3 separate regions of the Danio rerio genome follow, and all the other regions are linked to region 1. Evidence: chromatin contacts called from public Micro-C data. All regions are on one chromosome and are shown on one strand. The core of a region is the stretch at or near the end of the contact, and the rest is flanking DNA. Distances in the headings are between cores, read along the strand shown.

The links. A called contact is a pair of places that touch in the nucleus more often than the background predicts.
Region 2: a contact with region 1 is called in a Micro-C map of caudal fin, with 11 times the contacts expected there. The contact joins the enhancer-like site here to the promoter of emx2 in region 1. A contact is called at or near these places in 7 of 18 Hi-C or Micro-C datasets (caudal fin, embryo, hematopoietic stem cells and 2 more) and 2 of 4 datasets of contacts at active chromatin or transcription factors (caudal fin and embryo).
Region 3: a Micro-C map of caudal fin shows a contact between it and region 1, with 2.9 times the contacts expected there. The contact joins the enhancer-like site here to the promoter of emx2 in region 1. A contact is called at or near these places in 1 of 18 Hi-C or Micro-C datasets (caudal fin) and 1 of 4 datasets of contacts at active chromatin or transcription factors (caudal fin).

What each region holds. Positions count from the first base shown.
Region 1 is chr13:22,437,645-22,440,990 of GRCz12tu, reverse strand. emx2 (empty spiracles homeobox 2) reads right to left here and starts at 1,714. Exons shown (of 3, transcript NM_131280.2): 1 at 1,121-1,714. The coding sequence starts at 1,511.
Region 2 is chr13:22,835,867-22,839,212 of GRCz12tu, reverse strand. No RefSeq gene overlaps it. Among named protein-coding and RNA genes, the nearest start is that of fam204a, 75 kb to the left of the region's middle. Within about 2 kb of position 1,707, at least 2 of the 62 cell types and tissues checked have an H3K27ac peak or open chromatin away from gene starts, as enhancers often do. A contact at or near this core is called in caudal fin, where this site is marked.
Region 3 is chr13:22,781,590-22,784,935 of GRCz12tu, reverse strand. No RefSeq gene overlaps it. Among named protein-coding and RNA genes, the nearest start is that of rab11fip2, 24 kb to the right of the region's middle. Within about 2 kb of position 1,630, at least 2 of the 62 cell types and tissues checked have an H3K27ac peak or open chromatin away from gene starts, as enhancers often do. A contact at or near this core is called in caudal fin, where this site is marked.

The DNA of each region.
Region 1 (3,346 bases), core at 465-2,964:
GTCAAACACAATTATGTGAAAAACATTTTTTTTTCTATCATCTCTGGCACGAGTTAGATAGCGATAATGTTTTCTGCAGCCAATAAAATTTTTGTTGCAAATTAACTAATTCAAAAAACGAGTGAAAATATGCTAATTAGAAATATGCACAAAATAATATTAAATAACGTTTTACAATAATAAAACAAATTAAGTACGGCTGTTTTTTAATCAGAAAGTCAATTTAAGAAATTCAGCAGCCTTGAGTGCCTTTATCTGTAGTAGGCTAAAATAAGGTTTTCGCTGCGGTTGTTTCAGATCTACTAGAGTGATGAATGTTTTCTCAAATATTATCGAATTATTATAGTAAAAGAATAATATATAAGTATATAAAATATAGGCTAAGCAAAAAAAAGAAGAAAAAAAAACAATCTGTGCATTATGCATGTGTATTTACATTGTAATATGTAGGCAATGCATAAACATTAGCATGATATCAAAGGTATTCACTTTTATAATTATCAATGTTCGTTCTTGCGGTGAATAATAGGACAATTTTACACCATTAAGGACCGAGACGCACTTTCCGATTATGGCGAAATTGTTATTTACGAGGGGAAAAATAAAACTGGACGCAAATAAAACTTGCGTTAAATTAAAATCATTTGTTGCTTCAATTATTCCTAATTTACAATTTTCATATATATTTAACTATTAGGCAATATAATGTTCGATATGTAGCCTAACATTATTTAAAAAAACATTAGCACAAAAACAAAGTCTGTTAAATTATCTAATTATTTTAATAAATAAAAAAATATATATATGAACGTTGTAACGAGATAATAAGTTTTAAACTAGGTTAATGTTTGTAAATGGATTAATGCCAGGTTTCTTTCTTTCAGCAAATGAATAGGCTAAAACCGTTTTAAAAAGCAAAAACTTCACAACATTAGCTGAAATTTCGATATAATAAAATGGTTCTAAAGTTTTTTCGATAGCATTCATTTCAGCATTTCTATAAAATTAAGAACTTTTAGTTATTTATCGATGGAAAGCTGCCGCGTCCCAGGGCCGTGTGGCCTTTTTTTCTCCGTACAACTGGTCAAAATAAATGACGAATAAAATATTATAAACTTACCTTGAAATCTGTGACCCAAGTATCTATATCTATGTATCAACCACGGGTAAAAAGTTGAAGGGTCCCTTTGCTGGCTTGCGAAAAGAGGGTGCGGACTGTGCGAAGACGACAGTGGGTGAGCAGCCAAAGCATGAGGAGGAGGTACTGAATGGACTGGGACGGCGGAGTTGGGAGGATGTGAAACAGCCTCAGCGAACACTAAGTCCGGGTTTGAGTAGACGCCCCTGCCGCTGGAGTGAAAGCCGTTTAAAAATGGATTCATCTGGCTGGAGTTTGCATAGCTGAGAGCCGCTGGTCGTATGGGCTCCTCGGATCTCGACGATGGCAAAGGATTATCCTTCGCTACCAAAGACTCTATGGTAAAACACCTCTTCGGTGTGGGTTGAAACATAGTTTACCAGTCAAGATTCCCCAGTTTAAGTGAAAACGGCACACGCGTTTGCACTAAAAAATACTCCACACCCAAGACCAAAGTTTTGTCTAGCAAGAGACAAGTTATTGACTGCTAAAGAAAGGGTAAAAAATCTTGAAAAAGCGCACAGCTCAACACATCGTGGGAGAGGTAGTCGACTTCTCCAGACAATCCATGAATGTGATCGGTTCCTCACCAGTTGTGCTAGCGATTTGTTAGTTCATGAGCCTAATTAGCTCTGGAGTCACATAAACAGTTTCCTCTGAAGCCTGTAATGGCTTGGTGATTGGTCGCTGCCGCTCGCCTTAAGGTTGAGGGAAGAGTCTTTAAGTGCGTCAATACGAACGAGCACGGAGAGGCGGATTCAAGCAAAACGGAACGGATTCGCCCAGAAACAGTGCTGTGGAGTAATTTACATACGCAGCTGATCCCATTGAGAGACTCGAGGTACTTCAGCATGTATTTGTGTTGCACGCAGAGCCTAACGACGCTTTTACACCCTCTTAGTACAGCACCTCAGTTCTTAATCAATGCACGTTCAGATGGAAAGCTACACATGCTGATTTGTGCATGAATATGATGCGTAAAAGCGGAGTGTTGTCCAAACATCTAGGTGCAGTCAATGAAATTATGTCAGGAAAATCCTTTCAAATGACAGTCACGGTTTATATTTAACTTTTGCAGGTCTAATTTTTTAGCAGTTCGGTGGGCCTGCTTAACCCCCCTCTACATTGTCTCTCCACGTTTTTATTTTCTCCGATGGGTTTGTGATTAGTTTAGGGATGAGAGACTCTCTTTCTCTATTGGCCAGGAGTCAGGGATAAGGCTTATTAGACACAGACAATATTTCAGCTCTGTTTGTCTGTCTTATGACTACAAGAGTTTATTACCCTCTAACTACTCATTAAATTAGCAGAGTTCAATCCCATTATGGATTGCTAATGTGCATAATGCATCTTAAAAATTCAGGTATGCAGTTGTCAAACCGGGTTTAAAGTCTGTTTTGCGAGGCGTGAGATGGTTCGTGGATATTTTAATAACATTTAAACTTTTTTAGGATTTAACTTTTTTTTAACTTAATTTCATATTAATGTCATGCAATAATATATAAACTTAACATGCACATGAGTGGAAGGCATGACATTTTAGAGAAATACGAAAATATAAAGAAACGGAAGAAGAGTAAGAAAAAATACTGTTTAATTTCTTCCGATTTGTAGACATTAAGTAAAAACTAGTCTTCTAAATTTGTCCATGTGGCAAACACGCGTTTTATGGTTTTTATATGTTTTATGGAACTTCATGCAATGTGGGAATCATTAAATTGCCAAATAGCTTTACATTTTCACTGTTTATAAAGTAACGTGTCTAAACGCCCAATATTTGGTAAAATCGAGGTAGCCTACAATTTGTTAGAATTTTTAACGCACGATCGCAGCAGGGCTGAATTGATGTAGCCTACACGCTTAGGTATATAGCTACACTGCATTTTTTGGTTTGTTTTGTTTTCGCTTGTGTTAACTTGAAGTGGTTGAACTGAGTCTTTTAAATTTAATTTAACTTAATAATAATAAATACTATTAATAACTGTATTATTATTATTATTACTATCATAATTATAACTGTGTTCGATATATGTATATTGTGTCTAATTGCTAACACATTCTCCGACTGTTGTGTTCTAGTGTACTAGCGGTTTTATTTTTATAATCCTCATAATCCTATCTTAAATATTCGACTGATTACTTGATTACTTTAACTCTTCAAGCGTGGCAGACCGGAATCAACACATAGGCCTATTTTCATTTTTAATT
Region 2 (3,346 bases), core at 458-2,957, 400 kb before region 1:
TTAAATTAATGAAGTATTCAATTAACTCATTACGTTCAACACTGAGTTCAAAACTCGTTTCAAATGAGTAGTTAGCTTTTGAGTTAACTATACCTATTTTATTTGATAAAGTGGACTGTTGGATTTTACAGCATAGGCTAACAAGACTTGTTAGTTTAATCTTCCCCTATTTTGGAGATATAGAAAAGTTTCAGTTGGTTTTTAATTTACCTTGTGGCTTTATTTAACACAATAACATTTGTTTCTTCATTCAATGAGCAATACTTGTTCTGATGAAAGCTCTAAGATCAGTTTCTTTACTTGCCCAGTGCATATGTTACATATAAATACTAAAGGTCATTGAAATATTTAGGTTCCAACTGCAACAGTAATGAAACAGGTTTTTAAAGGCATAGTTCATCCAAAAACGAAAATGTGCTCACTATTTACTCACACTCAAGAGGTTCCAAAGCTTTATTAGATTCTTTAGTATATCAACTACAAAAAAGATAGTTTTAAGAAAGCTGAAAACCTGTAACATATGATAAACAAATACTATGGAAGTCAATAGTTAAGTTTTTGGTGTTCTACAGAAAAAGAAAAAAAAACTCAAAGAGGTTTAAAACAAGTGAAAGGGTATTACTATAATTGATGACAGCATTTTGTTTTTGGGTGAACTATCACTTTAGCACGTTGACTGTTAAAATAATTCAAAGAATGAATGGTTTACACACACAGCATTGTTGGTTTACATTAAAATAAAATAAAATAATCATCTTGCACTAATTCACTTGATTTTGGTTTTGTTGTAAAAAAAAAAAAAAAAAAAACATTTTAAATAAGAATCTGAAATATTTCATGGCATATTTAATAAAAATAAAGATGATTTAGTATTTAGAGATGTTTAGTTTTAAGTTTTTAAATAAATTGGTCTTACACTTCAAATTTTCAAATGTTTCATTGTATATGCATTAATTATTTTCTTTTACCATAAACCAACATATCAACCAACCGTTTAGTAGAGGTTGATATTTTAGAAATTATGGTATGTGTTGGAAAAAAATGCATTGAGTGTGTTAACTATAGGGACATTAGGAGTTAAGAACTGCAATCCTTTTTTTTGGTGGGGCTGCCATGGTTAAGATTTGCTCAAATAAGTAAACTTTGTACAAGTTGATTTTTTCAAGTTCTAAATGATTTTTTGGCTTGGGTTTAATTTGGCTAAATTAAGTTGAAATAGCATTGTTCAAGTGTATGAAAATGTGTCTCCAGTTAGACCAAGGATTTTATTCTTTGAGTGTCGGTCATTCTGAAGGCCACATCTCACACACAGATGTTTATTTCAACCCGAAAAAAAAGACAGCAAAAAATGCATCGAGGAACAGGTGGAGCACTTCTGGAGCACAGGTTCTCTGGGAAAGAGATATTCTCTTTCACTAGCATGTGTGTGCCAATTGCCCCTAGACGTGAATTAAATGTTCCCATCTGTAACCTTATAAGACGCAGCTTCGCTCGCAAGACCTGAGATCGATTTTGTGCACTTATTCTTTGAGAGGGAAAACGCAGAAGAAGCTCACCGGGGATCCGTTTTCAGGCGGATAATGGCATCGTGAAACAAGGGGGCAATATGGGGCAGCGCTTTCACACATTCTTACATCTTTATATCTGCATAACATGAACCATATTTACGGTCAGGAATCACAGCTGTACACACAGCAGGATCCATTCAGTCTGCTACATTTATACTGTGTGCTGTTGGTTTATTATACAAACAGCTGGACTGGAATAGATATTTTATCTCCAAGGAATCACGCATTACAGAAGTAAAAGTTTTTTTTGTATTGCAGTTTGTTTTTTTTTTTTTTTGACTTGCATTTGTAATGATAGGTTTCTGACTGACAAATGATCTTTGGCTCTGTTCCTCATGCTTGCGTAAGGAGGTTTTCAGTAAAGAGGGGGAGAGAGAGAGAGAGAGAGAGAGAGAGAGAGAGAGAGAGAGAGAGAGAGAGAGAGAGAGAGAGAGAGGTTTCGGGCTCTTCTGTGATTTTTAGATTATCATTTTAACCGGCTTCAGCCACTAGATGGGGTATGATAACCATGAAGAGATTCTTCAATACTTGCATACCCAGAGCTTTAGATCAGTGACTCCCAACTGGTTTTGCTTGAGGAGCAGCATTTTACATTGAACGTCATGGTGCGAAAAACAAATCATTTGTAAGTGTGGAGAATATTTACATTTATGAATAAAATGTAATATTATGTTTGTAAATCTATGATGAAATATTAATCGAAAATGATCAGTTTCCTCTGAATTATTGGACTTATATATGTATGGATTTAAAATTAAAATGATAATATACTTTAATACATAATAAGATTTTTAATATAAATGTCTGAAGGCTTTTCTTTCATATGGTCAATAAATTTGTTGTGATTGAAAATGAGTTATTCCATCAAATTTTACTATTTACACCAAGTTTTTTCTTACACTATAAAAAAAATCCTGGTTGTCTTATTTTTTTAAGCTAAATCAAATTAACCAGTCCATTGAACTTATATTATGTTAAACTGAGTTAAAACAGCTTGCGTAACTTATAGAATTAAGTTAGAACATGATGAACTTAGTTTAATAAGTTAAAATGAACTAACAGCATATGCTGTCATGTCTAATTGGTTATATAATTTTTTACAACTTCCTTGGGTTGCCTAAACATATTATAACATAATATAAACGCGAGAATGCATGACACTTTTTGCAAATTTCATGCAAATACAAATCTAAATAATTATAAATAATAATAAATATTTTTAATTTAATTTTATTTACTTTTTATTTTTTTTAAACCGATATGCTTAAATTCTTTACTCTTCTGTGTGCAGTTTAATTTTTTTTTTTGTCTTGTTTAGTTTTTCCACTATAACCGTCACTGTCTTTTGCACTTAGAAAGTAAAAGGAAAAAATGAAAGACATATTTCAGTTTCAGATTTTTTTTCACTGGTCTTGTTGGTGATTTATGGTTGCTTTTTCCTCAAATGAAAACGTTGCGCTTACAGTACACTGTAATAATTTTTATAGCTGTCTTTAAAGACGGGAAATTTCATAGTAAGTGGTAGACCAATAAAAGTCAATTGTAATTTACATTAACAACATGATAACCGGTCTGTTTTTTCTGTCCTTGAAATGTGGTGACATACTAGTTTGACATGTTGCCAGCTTGCATCTTCTCTTTAGGGCATGATGTGCAGTTCTGCAGCAATATATAAATCTACACATGTAAAAACTACTGCTGCTTTTGTGATTATAGGTCTGTAGTATTAAAGCTGTGTTGAATTCATTGGACTGAAATATTAAAGTGATAAATAATAC
Region 3 (3,346 bases), core at 381-2,880, 340 kb before region 1:
GGTAATTGCAAAAGGAAATTATAAGCCATGAAATGCTAATGCAGATTTACAATTATATAAAAACTGAAACTGTGAGGTACTGTGTTTTTATTTTAAAACTTTTCTGCTGAAAAAAGTAAATCAAATGATAAGTTTTCCTTTTTAGGTAATTTATTTACAACTTAAAATATACATACCTAAAATACTGTGCATAAATTCAACAGTTCTGTTTAAATAAGTTCAGAGAAGCAGAGTCATTTTAAATATTTGTAACTTTTTTTTACACAAACAAACATTGTTCAATAAAAAAATAATCAAATAAAACAGAGACAAACGTTAACAAAACACTTGTTAGACAGTATTAGAAACAGGACAGGAAGTAAAACAACAATAACGGTAAACAAGACAAGGATCAAAACATGGCAGGACAAACAGGGAAAAATGCTTTGTAGTGTTTCACATGTGAAGCATGCTTTCCTGTTTCTTTTTTTAATTGAGCTATGTTTGTTTGTTGTGATTATGTATTAATTCTTAGTATTTCCACAAGAATTTTTTTTTTTTGTTCACTCAACTTCAGACATTTTGGGACAGTGCAACAGATGTTTTCAAAAGTTGAGTACACGACATCAAAAATAGTGTAGTGGTTAGTGTGTAGACACATGGTGCTCCGGTGATCTTTGTGACTCGAGTTCGATTCCCACCTTGAAGTATCATGTCGATCCTTCTCCTTCCTTTCACTACCCAGCTTTCCTGTCTATACTCTTTACCGTCCTATTAATTAAAGGTTAGGGAAAAAATGTTGAGAAAAGAAATAAGAATATATATATTTTTTTTTTCACTCAACTTCAGGCATTCTAGTTCTGCAGAAAAAAAAAGTTCAATTGGCACAACAGTTTTGTTAAGAGAAGTTCACCTCTCCATAAAACTAATAATCTTATGTTAGCCCAACTAAATGTTTTTTGTATTGCTGTCAAATAATTTTAGCTCAGTGCAGCTGATGTTTTCTAAAGTTGAGTAAACAAGAGTGAAAGGAAAATAGGGAATCCTATTTTCCTTTCCTGCATATTTGTATACACATAAATATGCAGAATAACTTTCAGACAAAATAATTAAAAAGTAATTTAAATATACATTTATTGATTATGTTCTGTTGCAGCTGGAAGGGCATCTGCTGCGTAAAACATATGCTGGATAAGTTGGCAGTTCATTCCACTGTGGCAACCCCAGATTGATAAAGGGACTAAGCCGAAAAGAAAATGAGTGATTGTTTCTTGTATACAATTTGCATAAGTACAAAATAAAAATACAATTTTAATGATGTAATTAGTATTTAGTCACTTATTTAAAATAAATAAATAAATAAATAAATAAATATTTGTTTGATTCCACCAAATAATTTAAATAAATTATTTAATAAGCAAACAGTTTTCTTCAGAATGGCAAAACATAAACTATTGCATTCCAAAAATGTGGGATTAAAAAAAAAGTTTTTTTAAATGCAGAGAAATAAATAGCCTTTTCTTTTCTCCTTTATTCTCTTTTCTTTTCTCTTCTTTTGTTTCCTTTTCCACGCACATGCACACACCAGATGGATCCACAGAACCTGATTTATGAGTACATGGCTTTTGCAGGTACTTGCAACACCATTTGTGGTATTAAGCAACCATAAATAGCTGTGACTCCGCCAGAGGCTTTGTACAGTACTAGTCTTGTAACTGTATTGCGGACACCAGTCTACAAACATTTGAAGATGATTTCTAGACGAAAGCGTGTCGAGACCTCTAGATGACTTCATCACAGCTGCAGCGAGTGCATGTGTGTGTGTGTGTGTGTGTGTACAGTAGTTTAGTGCTGCGGTCTGGGATTAAATGAGTGTATGCTGGTTTAGCTGAAGGAGAACTAGTCAACAACACTGCTGTCTGCTCTCTTACTTCTGACTGAACAAGGTAACCATGAAAATATTGGATACACAAATGCATTTGTTTTACTTATTGTTGTAATCGCATGTTATCTTGTGCTACAGGCTATAAGGGGAAAACTGTGGAATAATGATTTTAGATATTGAGAACAAAAATTGTGACATGCCTTTCTCAAAGCTGTGTGTTAGCCTGACTTTTATTGAATAACAATAATATATTAATAAACACAACATGAATTAATGTGTGTGTATGTCATGGTTTATTCATTGTTAGTTTTTGAGGCTTCTGATCATCTTTTTGTTGAAGTAGCATTAACATATAAAAGACTATTCGTATATATATTAAGTAATTCCTATCTATGTAAATGATTAAAATATATTTTAGAGTTATAAAATTTTGACAGCGTAAATTAAATGACTTGATAACTTAAAAAGTAAAATGTTGAAAGCGTATTTTCATATTAGATAAATCTGAAGCAAATTTCACAAATATATAATCTATTTGTACTTATGGAAAGAAATTATAGCCCAGACAAAATGTGTTTCTTTCTTTTTTCTTTTTCTTAAATTTAATTTTATTTAAATGTATTAAAGTTAAAATTTATATGTCAAGAGAATGATGCATAATTTAATATAGAAGTATGTTGTTTGTTTTTATTTGTAATAATTTTATACTTATATACAACATAATAAATGCAAGTAGTGTACGGATATGCAAGCATTCAGAATTAATTGTGCTATTGTTTACTGCACTGTTTACTTTTTATAAATGCATGTTGAGAATATACACAAAAAATGTTGCAGCTAGTTCAAACAACTTATTATTATTTATTTATTTATTTATTTATTTATTTATTTATTTATTTATTTATTTATTTATTTATTTATTTATTTATTTATTTATTTTCTTTGACGTCTAAATTGTTTTATATTTAACCAAGATATATTTGAAGTTAACTTAATTGGTTTGTGTTAAGACAACATGAAGGAAATGTGTGGAACCCAGCATTTATTTATTTATTTTTTTTGTTCAGTGTAATCATTATTAAAAATCACAAATCATTATTATTACACAAAATATCATATGTATAATATGCAAACAATTCGCAGTTGATATGAAAAATCTCAAAATGGAAACCTGCTTCAATTTGTCAAAGCTAAACAATAACAAAGCATAAATCATTTTGTTGTTTTAATAATGCAATTAAACACACCACAACTATATAAGCTATGTGTTACTGTGCTATAACACACAATAGATATATAATATAAGTATACTATGCATGATTGAAAACATCAGGCTGACAAATGGGTCATCATACTTTAAAAAGTAATACTTTAAAAAAAATAAATAAATAATACGTCATCAAACGATTCCTGCTTTAAATAATTTTGGTATATACTTTATAAACTATTGTTACCCCAAAGGACATTTTAATGGTATTTAAT